Regions from separate parts of the Mus musculus genome. Here region 1 is linked to region 2. The links are chromatin contacts, called in public promoter capture Hi-C maps. All regions are on one chromosome and are shown on one strand. Each heading gives the region's core, a stretch centred on a gene start, on an enhancer-like site or on the middle of the called end of the contact. The rest is flanking DNA. Distances are from core to core; before and after follow the strand shown. Region 1 holds the start of St3gal2 (ST3 beta-galactoside alpha-2,3-sialyltransferase 2). Region 2 holds the start of Mtss2 (MTSS I-BAR domain containing 2).

Region 1 (5,315 bases), core at 193-2,692, 200 kb after region 2:
CATTAGAGTCTCTTTATTTAAGCTTGAGCTCCCCCCCCCCCCCTGTCTCTTACCAACGCTGACACAGTAGGAAAGTGGAGCCCTGAACCTAGTTTCAGGCAAGCATTTTTAGAGGCAAGAAGTGGGTCTCTAGTCTGGTACACATCTGATTGGGGGGGGCGGGGGAGGGACGACGGGCGGAATGATGGCCTTTAATGCTGGAAGTCAAACCATAAACTTAACTTCTGCTTTCCTCCTGATTGGTGGTTGTTAGAAAGTGAAGTGCCAGGGGGCGGGCTTGTAACCTGGGGGGTGCAGATTTGTTGGGGAGTAACCTGGAAACCGGTGCTAGGTACTGGTCTGTTAGTTTACTCGAGTTCAATCTTAGGTCAGGCTTTCTGTGATGGAGTCTGAACCCAAAAGATTCATTGCAGGGTGTGATGGCTCAGTGTCCATAATAACAACCCTCAGGAGGCTAAGGCAAGAGAATCCATCATGGATTCCAGGCGGGCCTGCCTGGCTTACAAAGGGAATTTACGACTACCTTGGGTTACATAATAAGAGAAAGAACGAACACACTTAAAATTCTAGGGTCCCAGAACTAATGAACCAGAAGTCGTTTGAGTATCATTGGTCAGTCAGAGACATTTGGAGACTGAATGTGTCATCAATTAGGAACTTCCTAATGGTTTTGGAGCTTGGTTTGAAAGTTGAGGAAAGGATTGCCTAACACTGATGTGGATAAATATTTAAAATGTGTGCATGTTACCCTAGAGAATAGGCATCTAAGAGTCAGAAGTCTGAAGTCAAGAGATGCCCTAATGGATAAAGGCTGTAGGGTGCCTACAAGCAAGACAGTTTGCAATGTGAGGTGCCCAGTCACATAGTGGCAAACCCTATTTCCACATCGCTGCTGGTGCCCCTCTTTTCAACAGCCTGGACCTAGTGCCCTCACTGCAGTTGCAGCTTGCTGGGCCAGGGCATGAACCCAGCTGGCTCAGGTCGTGGCTCTTGGCAAGAGCAAGTACAAACAGTTCCCTTGAGCTGGGCTTGGCCGCAGTTGATCACAGTCCTGTGTGAGAGGCATCCTCAGCTTACTCGCATCCTTTGATGAACCAGGTACCAAAGCCCGGCTGGGGTACCGCAGACTGCACCTCCCAGGCTTCAGCAGCCCAGAGTCGCGTGGCTGTGAAACTGAAGAATACGCCCCTTAGTGCTGTGCCTTAACCCTCTAAATCCGGACAGAACTACAAAGACCATGAGCCCAGATATGGGAGTGCATTGCTTTCTGGGAGCAATAGTCCTATATGCAGAGCGATGCTGGCGGGTCCTGCCAGGCTGGACTACATATCCCAGCATGCCTGAGCGAGTGGTGGTGGGGGAACAGGAGGGAGGGGAGAGCCCCGGAGGATGTGAATGGGGAGGGGGCACCCGCCCCCTTCCCCCACCCTTCCCTTTAGCTTGGGTAGGGGTGGGGGGAGGGGCCGGGCTGAGCTGCAGCCGCGGCGCTCCGGGAGGGCAGGGCCAGGCAAGGGCGGGACTGGCCCGAGGCTGGCGGACTGGAGAGCGGTGAAGCTAACGGGTCCAGGCGCGGGAGGCGGCGGCGGCGGCGGCGGCGGCGGCAGCGGCGGCAGCTCTCTGCACGGGCGGAGGCGGCGGCAGGAGCGGCAAGCATGGCCCGCGCGGCGCCCAGCGCAGACTGAGGTGCGCGGGCGGGATGAGAGAGGGCGGGATGCGGGGCTCCCCGGGCCCCGTGCTGCCCCTACCGTCTTCTGTGCGGGCAGCGGGCTTGGCCCAGAGGCCCAGATCCAGCGGGTCCAGCCCAGCAACTTCCCTCGGGTCTGGGCGCCGTGTGGGCGGGGGTCCGATTGCCTTGGCCTCGATCGGGATCCCCGTCTTCTGCTTCTGCATATCTAACCACTCCCAGTCTTTCAGGCACTCCTGTAACACTCCTTGCTGGCAGCCCCCAGCCTCAGCCTTTGGAGTTCTCTGTCCTCGTCCACACTTCCACACCCCAGGTGTTGGTACTTCCAGCCCTAGGGCGCTTGGGAACCTGCTCCATCCGGAATCCCCTGCCCCACTTCTCCTGGTCACAAGCTGTCTGCACCATCTTCACTTCTTTCCTCTACCCTTCGGCCTTTCCCCCACCTGGCACTGACCCCTAGCCACACTCTGTGGCCTAGTTCTCTCTAATAAGACCTGACAGCTTGATCCCCTTCCTACTTTGGAAAAACTGAGGCATGAACCCACCGGAAACTTGGTCATGGTGTGCCCGTCCTCTCTGGACGCTGGCCTGAGCACTGTCCCTTGTCCCTCTTGTTCCTTCCATCCTTTGCCATATAAGACACGTTACTTCCCTCCAGTCATGCCCCTGTGACTGAATCAAACTTCCCAGCCCCATATACAGCTCCAGTGTTCCCTGTTTAGTTCTTCCACTACTTCTGTTGTCCCTGCTTTGCACAGCCCTCCACCTGGAAAGGAGTCTCAGTCCTTTTGCTGCTCGTTCAAGTTAGCCTTTCTGCTTCTCTCTTGCCAACTGCATCCATCTCCTCCCATGTTGCCTCTTGTTTTTCATCTGTGTACTAAGAATAATTCAGGGACCCCTGGGACCCCTGGGAAGTAGTCAGTCATTCCTTGTCAGTAACCCATACTCCTGTCTACAAATGTCTAGAAACTGTTTGGCCATCCCGTCCTCATGCTTGGTGGGCTCAGAAGTGTGGGTTGGAAGGGACCGTTTACCTCTATGAAGATGGTGACATTGAAGGACTCTGGTCATCATTCTAAGCTAATCTGACTCCTGCTGCTAACTTTGGAGGAGGGTTGCCCCTTCTGGGGGATGGTGTGGGGGATGCCTGCCTGAGTGCTTTGTGGAAGAAGGTACGGTGCCTACAGGCGGTGATCTCTTGTTTAGTTGTGGTGATTCTGAGTTGAAGAGGGATGGAGGGTACACAGACTTGACTGCATAATTCAGTTTTTGTTTGTTTGCTTTCTGTTTGTCTTCCTTCAGCCGGATTTTCCTTTGGGTCACACTTTCTTCCCCTGTCTCCCAGTCTCCCAGTGGGGAAGGGAGGGAGGGAAACCCTGTGAGCCATCCAGGAAGGAGGAGATTCTTCAGAAGTTTGTAAGGGTCCTGAGTGAGCAGTCTTGATCTGAACCAGATGGTTGTCTGCTTCCACGAGGTCCCGCCCATGCTCCCTGCCCCCCTTGGCTGTGAGTAGGATGCTTTTAACCTTGTAACTTGAGATTGGAGAAGGGAGGCCAGGAGGCCAACTGCGTGAATGTTTATATCCAAATGTGCAAGCTTGCCAGGGGCCTGTGGGAGTGTCGGTGCCCCCAGAGACCACTGTAGAGTTCTGTGGCCTGCTGATAAGCCCTAGTCACTTTGAGAGCCCAAAAAGATAGAACTAGTTTTGAAGCCTGTAAGAGTCACCCTGAATCAGGCAGGGTGGCCACACCTGTTATGCCAGCAGCATTCAGGATAACTAGAGGATTACCATTTCAAGGGACCCTAGGCTATGTAATAAGATCTTGTCACCAAAAGGGGGGTGTCTTTGAGATGTACTCACCAAACAAGACTGGAGACCTGAGTTCAACCCCTGGGACCCAAATAAATTGGAAGGAGAGACTTGACCCCATAAACGTTGCCCTTTGACCTCAACACACAGGCCACAGCATGCACAGCTCTGTCTTTTGTGCCCTCATATGTATCCCTGTTTGAGCTCTCCCTTTAAGCCTGGCGTCAGCTTACCGTTCTGGTTCAGGGTGTGGGGGAAGCAAGGCAGCTTGGTTCTTTCCTTAGGTTGAGTTCTTTTTCTCAAAGGCTTGTCTCATTTTTCTATGTGTGTGTCTGATCATGCGCGGGTGGGTGCCAGAAGAGGGTGTTCACATGCGTAGGAACGGGAGTTTCCGGTGGTTGTAAGGCACCTGATGTGGGTGCTGGGAACTAAAGTTGGTCCTCTGCAAAAGCAGCAGGCTCTCTTAACCACTGAGTAGTAGTAGTAGTTGTTGTTGTTGTTGTTGTTGTTGTTGTTGTTGTTCTTCTTCTTCTTCTTCTTCTTCTTCATAGCAAGCAGGAGATAATATAGAAAATTCGGTGTGAGGAAGAGGGTGGGACATGGATTTCTTGGTTATTTTGTAGGATATTTCGTTTGCCTTGTGGTGGTTTTACGTATTTGCATTTTGTTTTGTTTTGAGACAAGGACTTACCTGTGTTTAGGCCGTCTTCAGGTTGGATGTGTGGCTGAAGATGGTCGTGAACACCTGATTCTCTTGCCTCTGCCGCAGGGGTTCTAGGGTCACTGGTGTGCACCCTGATGCCGAGCTGTGCACTTGATCTTGTGGACATTCTTTAAATTCATCTTCATTTCTGAAATGCTTTCATCTGCCCAGTCCTTGGCATATAGTAGGTGCTCAGGAAAGTTGAAGCAGAGATTTTGTTGTTGGTTTGTTTGTTTGTTTTTTCTCCAGATAGGGTTTCTCCGTGTAGCCCTGGCTGTCCTAGAACTTGTTCTGTAGACCAGGCTGGCCTCGAACTGGGAGAACCATGTGCTTCTGCCTGCTGGATTAAAGGTGTGAGCCACCACTTTCCAGCTTTGTTTTTATTTTTATTTTTTAAAAAGTAATTAAGCTTTTTTCAAGGGTGGTTTTCACGTGAGTCTTGATTTTGTCTTTATATGCGAGGGAACTCCTGGGAACTGGGCCTGACTTTGTAGATCCTCCTTTTCTTGGCGGGTACCGGGCGTGCGGTCCCGCTTCCTGTAATGTACGGAGGTAGAAGAAAGGGCTCTGGCCCTCTCGGCGTTATGTCTTCGGTGCTTGCGGCCTCCTGTTCTCGGGTTCTATCCTCAGACGCCGGAACACTTAAAAAAAAAAAAAAGTAATTAATTGGAGATGGTGCATGTAGGGCGGTGTGTGTGTGTGTGTGTGTGTGTGTGTGTGTGTGTGTGTGTTGACCCATGTGTGGAGGTCAGAGGAGAACTTTCGGGAGTTAGTTTTTCCCTTCTACTACATGGGTTCTGGAAATCATAGTTAGGTGGTCAGGTTTGGTTGCAAGCCCCTTTGTCCACCAAGCCTTCTTGCCTGTCTTTGCTTTCATTTCTGAAATGGTATCTTACCATGTAGCCCTGGTTGGCCGTATCGTGTAGTCCGATGCAGCTTGGAACTTTCAGTGATCCTCCTGTATCTATCTCCTGATTGCTGGGGTTACAGGTTTGTACCACTGCGCCTGGCCAAGTAGGGAGGCTCAGGATTAAAGGTCTAGGGTTGGATTCTTTGTACTTTGCAGATCTTGAAATCACCTGGAGAGTTGGTTAAGACACATACCTGTTCCATGTTGT
Region 2 (5,677 bases), core at 173-2,672:
CCTCCAGCAGGGCTGGACCCAACCACCAGCCAGGGTAGGGAGGGGGATGGTATTGGCTCTGTCAGCCTCAGCTCCTCCCAGCAGAGCACCTGGACCCCAGCACTGTCAGCTACACTCTGTCCTGGGACCGATGGATTCTCTCCTGAGTCGGGACTACAGCCTCAGAATCCAGAAGCAGCCTCTTTCTAATCCCTGTCTGTGAGAAGAGCTTGACCTTGGCCCCAGAGCACTGGCATGGTGTGTGTGCATATGTACATCTGTGTGGAAATGCACACAGGCCAGCACAAAGACCTCTACAGAATGATGTCCATCCCTGCCCCAATAAAGAAATCACAGAATCCTTAATCAAGTCTGCCTGCTCCTTCTCTGCTAGCACCTGTGCCAAGCCTGATGCTGCAGCTGCCCTGGGGCCTCACCTATCCTGGAAAGCCAGCTTCATTCTAAGCCCTGATTCCCATATGAATCCAGGGACCAATTCTTCCCAGGACCAGTACCTTCCTCCTGGCCTTACTCTCGATCCTTAGTCCTGCTTTCTGAGTCCCTGTGCAATGTGGATGTCCCCATAAGCAGGAATGGCACAGCAGAACACTGCAGAGCAGTGAGCAATGGGAGGAAATCAAAGATAAATGCCCCAATCTTTGACTTAGCTCAAAGAACCGCGTCTGTCACCTGGCTTTGGGTTCTGGTGAACCCTAGTTGCCTGCTGCGGCCCTTTAGTTGCCAGGAGCTTGTGCCTGCTTTCCCCTGGAGCCCTAACTATGTGTGCCCCATGAGAATAGGTTCACCTGGAGTCTCCTGGACGACAGCAGTACTTGCCCTCCCATGTGTACACGCGTGCATCCCCACACACTACACTCTGCAGGTTCAACACAGACCCTACTCACGAGGAAGTTGGGCCGGGACACCATCACTATTTCCACCCCCAATCCAGGTGACACCGGTACTACTTAGAAAAGGAACTGAAGGACATTTGTGCAGGAGGGTTGGACTTTATGGATGGTCTGTGGTGGACAGCTCCAATGCGGCCAGTTCCCGTTCCCCTCTGCACGATGCTCAGTGCTATTCATCAGGCCGGGATGCACTAAGGACTGCATCCTTGGCGGGTTTCATCTTGGTCGAGCCCAAGGCCTTGAAGGTGCAAACCCGGGTCCGCTCCCGCTGGAGGGTGGGGGGCTGGCCCGGCCCCGCCCCTGCGCCGCCCCGACCCGCGGCGGCGCCCGCTCCCGCCGGCCCCTCTTGCCGGACCAGTCTGGCAGCGCCAGAGCTCGGATTTCAAAGCCCTGGTTTCTGGCCGTGAATGGGTCCTCGCCCGCCCGGCCTTTCCCACAGCCCCCTCCTGTGCTCCCTCCCCGCGGCCCTCCCTCCGCCGCGCCCACGTGACGCCCGAGCTTCGGCGGCTCGGATTACCGCCGCCGCCGCTCCAGTGCCCGCGCCGAGGCTGCGCCGCGAACTGCCCGCGCCGCGCCCCCAGCCCCACCGAGCCATGGCCCGCGCTGCCGGCCCACGGCCCGCAACCCCGGAGCGCGGCGCGGCCGGCCGCTGAGAGCGCGGCCCCGAGGCAGGGAGCCCCGGCGCGGCCTCGGAGCAGCGCCCGCGGCGGTCCGGCCCCTCCCCTGCACGGCTCCCCGCGCCCCTTGCGCGCCCTGCCGCCGCGCGCCCGGCCCCAGCATGGAGACGGCGGAGAAGGAGTGTGGCGCCTTGGGCGGGCTCTTCCAGGCCATCGTCAACGACATGAAGGTACCCCGGGCAAGCTCCGGGCATACGGGTCTCCTCTGAGGGACGCGTGGCGGGCAGTGTGTGTGTGTGTGTGTGTGTGTGTGTGTGTGTGTGCGCGCGGGCAGTGTGTGTGTGTGTGTGTGCGGGCAGTGTGTGTGTGTGTGTGTGTGTGCGGGCAGTGTGTGTGTGTGTGTGTGTGTGTGTGTGTGTGTGTGTGTGTGTGTGTGTGTGTGTGTGTGTGTTTCATCTGAGCCTGTCCTCCTGCGCCCGCCTTGCGCCCAATGCCTGTCTGGGTCCGAAGGGTGGGAGTGAGTGCTCGCAGGTTGGGATGTCCGAGAGGTCGCCCCGTAGGATCCCGATCCAAAGCTGAGCGTCCGCAAACACTCGGTACCCCAGACCCCCAAACTATGAATTGGGTTTATCTTTAGGACCGACCTTTAAGGCCCTTTAACGGATCCAAGGTCTCTCGGGCCTCCGCCCCCTTTCACCACAGTGCCCCCCCACACACACACACACACATACCCCCGACGCCCCGAAGCCCAGACAATGCTGTCACCGCCAAAGCAGGAAAAAAATAATAAAGCAAAGAACTGTTAACTCTTGCCCCGCCAGCCTCGGGCCTCTGCATGGATGCAGCCCCACCTACACACACACACACACACACACACACACACACACACACACACCAACAGATCCAGCAAGCTCCATTACTCCAATCCTCGGGTGGGGTCCTCCCTGCAGCCCAAGGGTAGGACTGAATCCACCTTGGGGAGGAGGTAGGCTGTGTGTTGGCTAAGCAACCTGGGGAGCGCTTTCAGCAACCCCCCCTTCCTGATCACTCAAGGTCAGACTGAGCAGGCACCCTGTTCAGATGGGGAAACTGAGGCCTGCGAATGGCTCAAGGTCATAAGGAGACCATTGGATCCTGCTTCGGGACCTCAGCCATTATTATCCATCTGGTAATTTACTGAATTCTCCCTGACCCCCAGAGGCCAGTGTTTGACGAGGCTGATCCGAATTGACTAGGCAGGGAAAGCTTCAGTGGCAAGGTGGGCATCGAGTGCCAGTGTTCCTGTCCTGCACTGTACCCCTTGGTCTAGGAACACGATGGAAAACGGAAGAAACTAGGCCCTGTGCTGAGCCTCCTCACATCCTTACCCTAGGCTCGCACTTAGCAAGAACAAATCAGAATCCTGCTAGACCCTGGGGGCTGTGGAACCCACGTACAGGTACACCCTACCCAAGGGCTCCAGAAAAATGCTTTAGGAAAGTGATGCCTTGCAGAGAGGCAAGAAGTTGGGGCTCCCCTCCTAGTACTGCCAAGAAACACCCCCAGTAAGGGAAGGCATCTGTCAGATACTTGCCCCCTAAAAAGAGGCCTGAAACCACACTGGCCTGGGACTTACAAGTTAGCAGCACGTCAGCGCCTTCCCATAGTTCTATACTTTTCCCTGGGGTTCCTCCCTCGCCACAACACACACACACACACACACACACACACACACCCCTGGCAACTCCACCTGAGGGCCTCATCACTAGCCCTCAGCATCTTGGTACCAGCTCCTCTGGCAACTCCACCTGAGGGCCTCATCACTAGCCCTCAGCATTTTGGTACCAGCTCCTCTCTGAAACTGTGTAACCCAGACCACCTCCCCTAGCTGACACTCCTGGGCTGGCAGAGGGTGGGAGCCACCCACACTGCCTCCCACTGCAAACACTGCAGCAAGCAGCCACTTCTGCCCAGACGAGACAGCAGGATAGTATCCTCCATTCCTGCCAGTTGCAAGGAACTCAGTTGAGACACGGGTCCAGTCTCAGCAAAGAACTTAGTGGCAGGCAAGATTTCTAGATACGTGGGGCCAAGATGGAAGAGACTTTACCAAGCACCATCAGATCATGTATACTATGCCCCTATCAATGACATGCATGGATTAGGGACCCTGAAGGGGCCGGCCACCTGCACTGATTGGCTGGACTTAAAAAGCTGCTTCTGGCTGTCTTGCTCAGTGGCCACCATCAAGAAGTTCAAGGAGACTCAGATTGCCTGGGGCTGATTCCTAGTGAGTTGCCCAGGACTCTCTCTGGAGCCACTAGAAGGCCCCAACCCTGCACTGAGGGATGGTGTGGGAGGAAGGGTCCCCACTCAGATCTTCAACTACACAGACAGAGGAGGGTGGGTGCAAACCCAGGGGCTTGAAAGGGCCCTGGAGAGCTGGTTAGCTTGCCCTGTCTCCTCTCTCTCAGGCCAACTGAACCCAGAGACTTGATCTTGCCTGGGGCCCTAGGCCTAGTCAGCAGAGGAAATGGGGTCCCCATCCCATGCTACCCTGAAAGTGGGTTCATCCTAATCCAGACTAAGAAGTGTCACACAGACACAGGCTCTGGCCACAGGGAAAGGCTCCTGACAGAGAGCTGGGGCTTTTGCCCTCTTAAGCAGTTCCCACAGCAAGTGACCCCCTGAAGTCTACACACAGGCCCTGATTCTACAGCTGAGGAAATCTGGGGCTGGGGGTGCCCCCAAAAGTCTTTTCTGAGACTAGAGCCTGGGTTGCCCCCAGACACACCACAGCCACACCAGTCTCATCCTGGTGAGCACCTTCCCTCTGCTCCAGAGCGGTGGCCATGCTTGTGACAGACCTGGAGTCTCCCCCTTTCTCTCAGTCCCTGTCACCTTCCCACATAGAAGTGAATGTAGTTGTTCCTCGCCCCGCTTCTCTGAAAACAGGGCACCTACATCCTGATATGTCAGCTATAGGATCAGACCTTGACCCCAATCCCTAGGGCCTCAGACAAATCAGTCAACCTCCCTGAGCCTCCAGTTCTCCCATCAAGAAAATGGGGCAATAGCGAGCTGCATTCCAGGAGTCACTCAGGAGGTGGTGAGTGATGCATGAGGCAGTGCTTGGCCCAGAACACCTGGCCAGCAGGTGCAGTTCCTGTGACTGTGATGACATCGGGGCTTAGAGCCTGGGCCAGGTGAAGCGAACACTCTCCCTGGGGCACCTGTCAGTCAGGCATAGGGGGATGGGGAAAAGAAGCCAGGCTCTTAAAGACTGGGGTGTGCAGATCTATCTACAGAGGGTAAAGTGGACTTGGCCTACCACTGGGGGAGTCCTTACTCTCTCAGACAACCAAGGGCTTGCTGAGGGGGCCAAGCTTTCCTGGGGTCCAGGAGAACTAACTTTGGACACCCTGCTCCCAGCAGTTTCTCACACTCTGGAGTGAGGTCTTAGCGGGCTTCCCTGCCAAGTAGCATTTAAGAGGTGTGAGGGTGCCCCATCTTGAAAAACCCCTAGAGGCCAGTGCCTGGGTTAGCTCCTCAGGACTGCCAGGGACAACCTCACAACCTGGTGGGCTTTTTTTATTCAGAGCTGTGTGGGTGGGGGAGAGCCCACCCACAGCCTCCTCTTCTTGTTCCAGCCTTGCTACGGCTTCTCAAATATTTGCTTTCCCTGACACTGACTTGACTGGGCAGGAAGAGGGCGTTTTTGAGGGTCGGTGAAGCAGCCCGCCCCCTTGCTGTCCCTGGAGAAGCTGGCTAGACCTACCCTGGGGTTCCAGCCAAGCACAGCCCTCCCAGAATCCCAGAAGCTGAGGCTCTTCTGTCCCCTTTACCTTGGTACTGAGAAGCCTCCGTCCCAGTCAGCTCATGTGGGACAGGGACTAGGGCCTTTGCTAGCCCTGGGCTACCCTTCAAAGAGCAAGGTCTCCCTCAGGGTTCCCCCCCAGGCTAGGGCTGACCTTTCTCCAGGGCCAGTGCATGAGCCAGAAAAGCCCCTTAATCAGACTGGACAACTCAGTCACCAGGAGCCCAACCTCCCTATTGGGAAACCCCCTCCTAATAGAGAGCCTCTGGCCAGGCTAGGATAAAGGCCACACTGTTCCCCTGGAGGGGAGAGGAGGGACTGGAAAAAGGTGGCTCTGTTGGCCACACAAGGCCCCATTCAGCCTGGGGCCTAGT

Evidence for each region. Promoter capture Hi-C pulls out the DNA fragments that hold promoters and counts their contacts.
Region 1: a promoter capture Hi-C map of embryonic stem cells shows a contact between it and region 2. The contact joins the promoter of St3gal2 here to the promoter of Mtss2 in region 2. A contact is called at or near these places in 8 of 39 promoter capture datasets (cranial neural crest, embryonic stem cells, frontonasal cranial neural crest and 4 more), 1 of 115 datasets of contacts at active chromatin or transcription factors (embryonic stem cells) and 2 of 9 other capture datasets (adipose tissue and pancreatic islet).

What each region holds. Positions count from the first base shown.
Region 1 is chr8:110,918,423-110,923,737 of GRCm38.p6, forward strand. It overlaps St3gal2 (ST3 beta-galactoside alpha-2,3-sialyltransferase 2), which reads left to right and starts at 1,443. Exons shown (of 7, transcript NM_009179.3): 1 at 1,443-1,683. Gm26132 (a small nucleolar RNA gene) reads left to right here and starts at 4,694; the gene lies at 4,694-4,841.
Region 2 is chr8:110,720,054-110,725,730 of GRCm38.p6, forward strand. Mtss2 (MTSS I-BAR domain containing 2) reads left to right here and starts at 1,423. Exons shown (of 14, transcript NM_198625.2): 1 at 1,423-1,737. The coding sequence starts at 1,669. Vac14 (Vac14 homolog (S. cerevisiae)) reads left to right here. Exons shown (of 19, transcript NM_146216.3): 19 at 1-345.